2 separate regions of the Macaca mulatta genome follow, and region 2 is linked to region 1. Evidence: chromatin contacts called from public Hi-C data. All regions are on one chromosome and are shown on one strand. Each heading gives the region's core, a stretch centred on a gene start, on an enhancer-like site or on the middle of the called end of the contact. The rest is flanking DNA. Distances are from core to core; before and after follow the strand shown.

Evidence for each region. A called contact is a pair of places that touch in the nucleus more often than the background predicts.
Region 2: a contact with region 1 is called in a Hi-C map of liver, with 2.3 times the contacts expected there. The contact joins the promoter of LOC144329917 here to the promoter of USP3 in region 1. A contact is called at or near these places in 2 of 14 Hi-C or Micro-C datasets (cortical neurons and liver).

Annotation. Positions count from the first base shown.
Region 1 is chr7:40,841,586-40,846,058 of T2T-MMU8v2.0, reverse strand. It overlaps USP3 (ubiquitin specific peptidase 3), which reads right to left and starts at 2,034. Exons shown (of 15, transcript NM_001266070.1): 1 at 1,827-2,034. The coding sequence starts at 1,917.
Region 2 is chr7:40,936,399-40,940,871 of T2T-MMU8v2.0, reverse strand. LOC144329917 reads left to right here and starts at 2,103. Exons shown (of 5, transcript XR_013395656.1): 1 at 2,103-2,596; 2 at 3,554-3,674. It overlaps LOC706086 (F-box and leucine-rich protein 22), which reads right to left. Exons shown (of 2, transcript XM_001106074.5): 2 at 1,048-2,158. The coding sequence ends at 1,816. It also overlaps the pseudogene LOC106999197.

The DNA of each region.
Region 1 (4,473 bases), core at 785-3,284:
TTCCTGCATCTCTTTTTCACAGTCAAGTGGACTCCCTGACTGATAGAGGCAAGACTGACTCACAAGAGGGTATCTGCCACTTGCACAGTTCTTTTCCTTTTTTTAGATGTATGTGCTCAGTGAAGCCATTTTTAAGTTTGATGAGATTTTACCTAGAAAATGCCGAAGTGTGCTAATTGTCCATTTTGTCTTCCTGTAGTTTACTACTGATGAGCAAGAGTAATCCCACCTTTCCCTGTGAGGTAGGCTTTTCCTAGTGTTTACTTTGGTCTTTTTTTTTTTTCTTCAAATTTCTTTTGGGAAAAAAAAAAAAGTTATAATTATAGCACCACAGCAATAGCTACAGTTATAGCTAATGTACCACCACAACCAATTTGTAAAGCAGTGCCATACACCTTATTTGTTGTTCCATACTCAACATTCCGACAAATTTACAGGTAAAAGCTAATTTACGTAAGTTTCTGCATCCTCACAAAAGAACTGTAATATTGCTCTGTGAAACCAATTAACCGTTAATTTTTAAAGGCTTCATACAGAAAAACAAATCTGACTTTACATAAGGCAAGCAAAGCATCAGACGTCTGAGCACGCCAGGAAACCGCAGTTATTTCTATTCCTTATCCCAGAGTATATTTTTCTCTGTGGACCTACCGATGTTTTTTCCAAGGACATAATCACTATTTAAGTAGTAAGCTGTCAAAAGTGCTAAGGCATTCTCTAAACTATCTTCCCAGCTCCGGCCCACAATGGAACATGTCACAGCTAAATCATACCATTGCCGTTTTTCTGTATTTCTTCAAATGAACTTAAGATTTTTGAAGTGCACAGTTCGAATTGTACACTATTAATATAACCCCAGATAGCAGTGATCATCTCAAGCTAATAAACAAAGACTAGCGGTGGCACCAGGGCCCTACCAGGAAGTAATCAAAGCCGTGTGGCCGGTGCGATCCTAAGAAGTCGCTTACAGCAGACAATGAGAGGGCACTGGGGCTTCCAAGGGGGCCAGCAGGAGGAGTTAAAACGCTTAAGTACTCAAAAGCCTTATATAAACCTAATAACTGTTTCACAACACAGGAACTCGGGAATCCCAACGCAATTTCGGACAACCCAAAAGGTCTGAAAAACAAACTCGAGCCGCCCCCTCCGAAGCAGCTGTTGGCTCAGCCTCCGAGCTTCTCAGCCCGCAGCCTGTTTTCAAACTTCACCCTTCCTGACAGATGAAAGACCCCGACCTCCGCCGCCCGAGCTCCGAGCGCCTCTCGGGGTTTCGAGGTGCCCGAGCCTGCGGAGAAGGGAAAGGAAACCCGGGCTGGGGTCGGCGGCGGAGAGGGGCCCCGCGCGCCCCGCAGCCCAGACAAAGCTGCGCCCGGAGAGCGGCGCTCTTCCCGTCCTGTCCGCGGAGGAGCGCGGTGCGAGCCCCGCCACACGTGCGGCCGCCCCTCGGGGGCCGGACACCCGCCCCACAGGCGACCCCGCGACACGGACGGGCACAGCCCCCGGCCACGGCAGGGCGGGGCAAGGGCGCGCGCAGCGGGCCAGGGTCCCCGCCCGCCGCTGCCCCCACGCGCTCGAGGCCTCCGCGGACTCCCGCCCCTCGCGGCCCTCTCCTTCGCTGGCCCGGCCGTCGGGCCTCGGGAAACAAAGGAGCCGCCGCCGCTCCCGCCCGCGCCCGCCTCATCGCATACCCTCCCCAGCCCGCCGGGCCCGGCTCGCCCTCGCCCCTCTCCGGGTCTGCGCGCCGGCCGCCTGCGGCCCCTAGACGGCAGGCCCGGCAGAGCCGGGGCCTCGGGTGCGCGGCGGGGCCGGCCCGTGGCCGCACTCACCGCTGCAGCACCAGGACGACGGGGAGCCGTTGGGGAACTTGGCTGCGTCCGGAGCGATGCAGACGCTGGAGCTCAGGTGTGGACACTCCATGGCCACGAGGAGGGCGGCTGGGAGGACCGCTGCTCCAGGACCCGGCGAGGTGGGGGCGGAGGAACTCCGGAGGCTCCGTCTGGGGTCGCTCCTAGCCGGGCGCTCGGCCGACGGCGGCTGCGTCTCGAGCCCTTGCGTCAAAGAAAGCACAGGCTTCCGGGCGCCGTGTTTTCTCGCCCGCCGTCTCCCGGCGGCCCGCTCCGTAGAACGTGTAACTCCGAGATCCGGGTTCTGCAGCCACCCCTAGACTGGAGGCTTCCGCCTTCCCAGGCCGGCCCCTCCCCGCCCCGCCCCTGGGCAAGCCCCGCCCCAGGGCCCGCCCCTGTCCACCCTGCGGGGTGGGGTCCCGGGGCGCTCCAGCTGGTGGCGCAGAGTCCGGCTGTGCTCCGAAGTGGCTTCCCTAGTCACGCCGCTTCCCCGGCCCCGGGAAGGGTGGGGCGCCGAGTAGGGCACCCCGGGCCGTCCGCGGCGTTTCCTGCGGTGGGCGGAGGAGACTGAACCTACGTGGTGCGGACCACTCCGTGGCTTCGTGGTAAAAATCCGGCAGCTCCAAGAACATTAAAACCTCTCGGGCAGACAGGCACTACGGCCCTCATTTTATACACGAAGAAACAAGCTGGGGAGGCCAAGGGCCTGGCCCCGGGGGAGGCGGGCAGCGGGTTTCATGGGTGCCAGGGCAGTCCAGACTTAGGGTTCGGCTCCTTGCGGCAGGTGCGATCCGTAGCCCTTTCTAGGTTCTGAACACGTGGTGTTAGCCAGCCACCTACATGCTGCGTGGCTGGGCCCACAGGGGCGCCCACAAACCCGCGTTCAAACCCTGTCACTGTGACTCACCATCTGCGTTACCTCCAGCACGTCGTAGGACTTACAAGCCTGGAAGTTCAAGTGAGATTAACGTAACCTGGGATTGCTGGGCAAGCTAAACTCCCCATTACCAGGCTAAGATAAGAAGGGAAGGGATCTAGCATTTGTTAGACACCTAAGGTCTCCCAGCCAGGCACTTCACATACCGCATTTAAGCCTCGTAACAGCCAACCAGCTGTTACCATTCCCTTTTTCCCGCGGGGGAAACCGAGTCTGTAACTTGTTAATCTGTATGGAGATTGGATCCCTGACCCTCTGACCTCTTTTTAGTAAGTGATTAGGGAAGAGGGCAAGCCTCAAGGGGCCCCTTGGGCTGGCATACCCTGGATGGAGCCTGCGATCTCACTGGGGCACTTGAGGACGTCCGGGGCTATTACAAATATTGCTTCCAAGTTGGGGCTCCTTGTAAAACCCGGCGAAGGAGCCTCGGGGCCAGAAGGCGAGCAGGGGGAGGGGGAAGACTGATGTGGCAATCCTGCGGCCACGGCGAGAGGAGGAAGGAAGGTCAGGAAATGATTAACCGGGCAGGGCAGTGGTTAGAGCCGGGCACCTCCCCGCAGTGCAGTCCTAGAGCAGCCAGGGACGCCCCGTCAGTCACTTTTCACTCCTCCCTACCTCCCACGCCACAAGTCGGCCTCTTCCGCATAGACCTCTGCCTAATGGTATCCACCCACGGGGGTGCGGCACCTCTGCTCATCCTTTCCCGAGAAGTATTTCTGATTCCTCAAAGATCTGCCCTTTTCCAAGTGGTATTTGATTGCTGTTAGAGCAAGCCTCGGCCTAGGATTTTTATGGCAGTGAGGCATTGTGGAAAGTGCGTCTGCCTAGGAAGGCAGGCCGGCACGGGTTCAAATCTTAGCTCTGCTGCCTACTTGACGGCCAGGCTTAGCAAGTGTCTCTAGCCGTTCCAAGCCTTTTCTAGATCTGTAAAACTGGAAGAAGAATACTTGTCTCGCAAGGAACGTGGGAATTCATGACAATTGCCACCCCATACTAGGTGGCCAATAACTTATAACTTTGTATTTGTTTTTACTGACACTAGATGAGAACTCCTTTCCTGGGAAGTGGGAGGAGGAGAAACAATAATATCTGCCCTTGGCTCAAGTTTTTCCACCCATCTCTCCATGTCAACCTATTTGTCTTTAAGACCTTGGTCCACCAACCTTCTGTTTCCTCTGGACACCCACCCCCACTTAGCATCCATAGCCCCTTGTTCAGCCCTGGAGCATGACCTCACTCAGGCCATGCTTCATACTGGTATATAATATTTCTTCACCCTCTCAGAGACTCCATTTCCTAATCCCCTAGACTTCAGTTTAAACATCACTTCCTGAGGGAGTCTTTTCCCAACCCTGTCCCACCCCCAGGGTACCTCTCAGTGCGTGATGCCCTTGTCTGCCCCAACACCGGCTTTTAAAAACACTTTAAAACACACACACACACACACACACACACACTTTAAAAACACTTTAAAACACACACACACACACACACACAACAACAACAACAACAACAACAACAACAACCAGAGACAGTGTCTCCTTTATTGCGCAGGCTGGTCTCAAAATCCTGGGCTCAAGTGATCCTCCCACCTAGGCCTCCCAAAGTGCTAGGATTACAGGCATGAGTCACCGTGCCCGGCCTAAAAACACTCTTAATGCATGTAATTATTTGTTTAATGTCTCTCTTCCC
Region 2 (4,473 bases), core at 854-3,353, 95 kb before region 1:
ACCCTGACCTCCTTGCTGTTCCCCTAACACATGAGCCGTGCCTGTAGTCCGCGGCCTCTGCACTGACTGTTCCTCTGCTAGGAGTGTCTTGGCCCCCTGGCTCACTTCATACCTTCAAATGTCATCTTCTCAGTGAGGCTTACATTGGTCAATCCTTTCTCAGAGGCTTCACTCCACCCCCCAATCTCTTGCCAGCAATCCCTAATAGCCCTTGTTACAGCCTGCACTTTTTTCCAAATACTTTCTACCTTTTTTTTTTTTTTCTTTTTTTTTGAGAGGGAGTCTCACTGTGTCGCCCAGGCTGGAGTGCAGTGGCGCGATCTCGGCTCACTGCAAGCTCTGCCTCCCGGGTTCACTCCATTCTCCTGCCTCAGCCTCCCGAGTAGCTGGGACTACAGGCGCCCGCCACCGCGCCCGGCTAATTTTTTGTAATTTTTTAGTAGAGACGGGGTTTCACCGTGTTAGCCAGGATGGTCTCAATCTCCTGACTTCGTGATCCACCGTCTCGGCCTTCCAAAGTGCTGGGATTACAGGCGTTGAGCAACCGCATCCGGCCCTTTCTACCTTCGTATATACCAGTTACCTGTTGTCTCTTCCCCCACTAGAAGGTAAGCTTCATGAGAACAGAAGTTGTCTTTTTCCTTGCTGTTTCCCTATTTAAGCAATGAATTCAGGAACCTGTGAGTAGGGATCAAGCTCCTCTTTCACACAAAGAAACACCTGGCCTTGGATGGGTGAAGGGCTTTATCGCAGCTGGTGCTGGGTGGAGCCGGAGTGTGAGCAGCGCCCATAGTGCTCCTCGCCTCTTCCACCCACCCAGAATCCTCCCCAGTGACCCAGGACCAGGCGGCTGCGGGGAGGCCGAGAGCCTTCACTAAATGTGACGCATCAGTGACTACAGCCCTGAAATTGAAATTGGAAGCCCAGGCTTGTGTTCACGTCCAGCAAATCCAACAGGTGAAAAATCTAGCTTGTCATCAGCTTATAATAGTCCCATTATCAAAAGCTTAGCCAGGGCTGCTGATTTTGCTTTTAAGTGTTTGAGGCTTTTTTTTTTTCTTCCAAATCATTTATTTTTCTCTTATGATATGAGAACAGTAGAAAATATGGATAACTATGCAGTTTATGTAAGCATTCAACAATTGGGAGCGAATTTTCTACAATCCCGAGAGCGGTCACTCCGGGAGCGCATCCGCCCCAAGAAAGGTGGGCAGGCAGCCGCGCGTGCGGGCAAAACCTCAAAGAGGAGCGGCTCGGTGGCTCTTTCTGCCCCTGCTTCCCCTCCTCCTGCTTTACCGAGATCACTACCGGGGGCCCTGGAGACGGCCGTCCCCAGGGCACTCCGGGAGCCGACCGAGTCTCGCGGGGTCGCTCCGCCCGGAGGCTCTCCAGACCCCTGCGCGCGGCAGCCCTGGCCCCAGTCACCCCTGCGCGCAAGCCCGCGAACTCCGAGTGGTCAGGTCCTCCCCACCGAGGTGATTTCGATTCAACGGCGATCGGAGTCCCCGAGAAAGGTGCAGGCGCCTCCCGCCGCCGTGGGGAGCGCACAGCAGAAAGCTTGGGGCGTAAGCAAGAGGGGAAAGGAGGTGGTGTTGAGTGAGAACCAGCCGAGTGTTTTCCAAACATCCATTTAATCTTGGGTTTATCCTATGTATAAAATCTTAACGTGAGGTAGGCTTTCTTATTCCCACTGTGCAGACAGGGAAAATGAGGCTCAGAAGATGCGGTGGTGGTCTGCAAGGTGGAAGAGCTGGGTTCGCAGCCAGGACGGTCTGAGGCTGCGCTCCTTCCCCGGGGGCCGCAGCGGGGCGGCGTCTAGCGCGGCAGAAGCTTGCCGAGGGCCGCGGCAGGCGCGCGCGGGCGCGGGGGCTGGTCGGGCAGCATGGCGGCGCTGTGCTCTGCCCGCAGGGCTAGGCGCGGGCACGCGGCGCGCAGGTGGCGCAGGCCGGCCGCGCTCACGTTGCGGCAGAAGTCCACGTGCAGTGTCTGCAGCGCGCGCCCGTCCGCCGCCACGGCCGCCAGCGTGCGGTTGGTGACGCGCGCGCAGTTCTCCAGGCGCAGTGCGCGCAGGCGTGGGCAGCAGCGCAGCAGGCGGGCCAGGCAGTCGTCGGTGACGTGGCCGCAGCCCGACAGCGTGACAGACGCCAGGTTGGGGCACCTGTGAGGAGAGTGCGGTGACCCGGGGCTCACTGGCTTGTTAAAGCCACCCAACCGCCCCGGGGACTGGGTGGACTCATTTACCGAGGAGGACTCGGGCCCTGCGAGGTGAAGACACTTGGCTGCGATGACACGGCAGGGTTCCACGTCGACTTTCTGGCCGACCCATTTTCCCTGTTCTTTCTGCCCCTGCACCCCACCGTACCTTCATTTGCGTGGGTTCTTGGCTCGTAGCCTCGGGAGCCCTAGTGGGAAGCCCTGACCCCGGCCCAGCAGAGTTCTGGGGCGGCTGTGGACAGAGGGAATGCCGGTTCTGGGAGCCACAGCCCTTGTCTCTTTGTTTCACTCTGGATGTGCTGCCTCGCAGGGGAGCGGTGCGTGGCGACTGACTGCTCCAGTCTAGCTTCAAGCCTGAGGCCCCTGAATGTCCCGGCGGGACGTGAGTGGGAAGAGGGATTTGTTTCCTTGGAGGTGGCTTAGTGACAGGCCCATCCCAACCCTCGAGGCGGTGGGGGCACGCGTCAGCATTGAGTCCGGGTTCAGCTTAGTTGACTAGAGCTGTTTCTGCATCCCCTGGGCCACCAGCCTGGAAAAGGGCAGGGATTGGAGGCAGCTAGACGCAGGCCCTGAGCAGGTACAATCAGGGACATCCACCCAGGTGGCTTGCCCAGAAAGCTTGGGGGAACTCTCTGCTGCAGCCTCACCAGCCCCTCCCAACAAAAAAAAGATCTTGAGCCAAGTTAGACTTGGCTTATCGCCGTGTCAGTCACTCAGAGAGCCTTCGTTTGCTCTGCATGGGGGAATAATGTCTACCACTGGGGTTGGGAGGAGCCTGCAACGGGGCCTTCCACAGGCAGTCATAACCCGCTTTCCCTGGAAACAAACGGGACCAGCCTGCTCCCAGTCCAGAAGGACCGACTAATGGGCTGGGGCCTTGGCTCCGCGCAGCCAGAGGGAGCTAGAGTCTGGACTGGGGAAGCGTTTCCCTTTCCCCGTCAGCACCCCCTGCAGCTCCGTGACTGCCCCTGGCTGGGCCAGCTCAGCTCCTTTGTGCCTGGGGTGGGAAGTAAGGCACTAAAATACGCTGGGCGCAGCCAGGTGTCACACCGAGCCCAGGCCTCCTTCAGGTTCATGCGCCTTCGTTAGTCACCCCGTCAACCTCTGCACCCCTAGTTTTGTAAGTGGAGAAACTGGCCCAGGGAGCTCAAGGGACTGGCCGGTGACTGACTTGCTGTCAAACCCAGGACAGATGTCTGAACCTTGCTGAGCGCCACTTTCTCATTTGTCAAGTGGGAGGAATTGTTACCTTCAAGGTGGTTATAAGGATTAGCTGTTTAAGCCTCAAAGGTGTTGGGTGATCTTTTCCTCTAAGAATCTTGGAATAATTCTGATACAGGGAAAAAACAAAGAGCGGACTGTCTCCCCGCCCAGCCATCCTCAGCCGTTCCTCCCGACCTGAGCCGAGCGCCAGAAGAACCAGATTCGGTAGACGTTCTTCCGTACCTACTGTGTGCCAGGTGCCACTGTGTCATTCTCTTATCGGATAAGAAAAATTTAGCACATTTTACAGAAGGAGAAATGAGGTTGCAAGAGTTTAAATATTTGAGCTGGGATCACATGGTTGGACGAACTGGGTGACCCAGCAGAGCCTTTTGCTTTTTATGTGACAGCAGGGCCCCTTGCTTGATCAGTACAGTGGCCTGGGAGGTCCACTTCACACCTGCAGGTTTGGAGCATTAAGCTCGGTTCTCTTACAGTAAGAATGGGACAATTTCAGGACATGTTCTGCCATTCGCACCCTGCTCCGCCGCCGCCCCGCCGCCCCGCCCCTCGCCATATCACTCTCTAGTCTGATTCTTGGGCCTTGTTAAGCCCATGAAAATGGCCTTGTCCAGTCAGGGCCCAGCCCCAAGTCCATCTTCTGTTTTCTCCCAGCTCAAAAGAAAGGTGGGGTCATGACGCTGTTTCCTTCCACTCCTGTAGTGCTGCCAGCAAATAGCAACTATGAACTTGGGTGGCAGTAAACTGGCTGAGCCTAGTTTTCCATGAGCAGCAGGCCCAGTTTGCTAAGTGATCAAGGGGGTGTTATTCCTCAAAGGCAGCACAGGACTGGCAGAGGCTCAGTGAGAGGCTGGTTGAGTAGCTCCGTGTTCTTGCCTGGGTCACTATACCCATGAGGCTGGGGCCGTGGGGGGAGCCTGGCTTAGTGGTTCAGCGTCTATGTCTGTGTCTGGGGTGGGGTTAGCAGATGAACACAAGATGTACTTGGGATGTACTTATACTAAAATATTATTCACTGTTTATCTGAAATTCCTA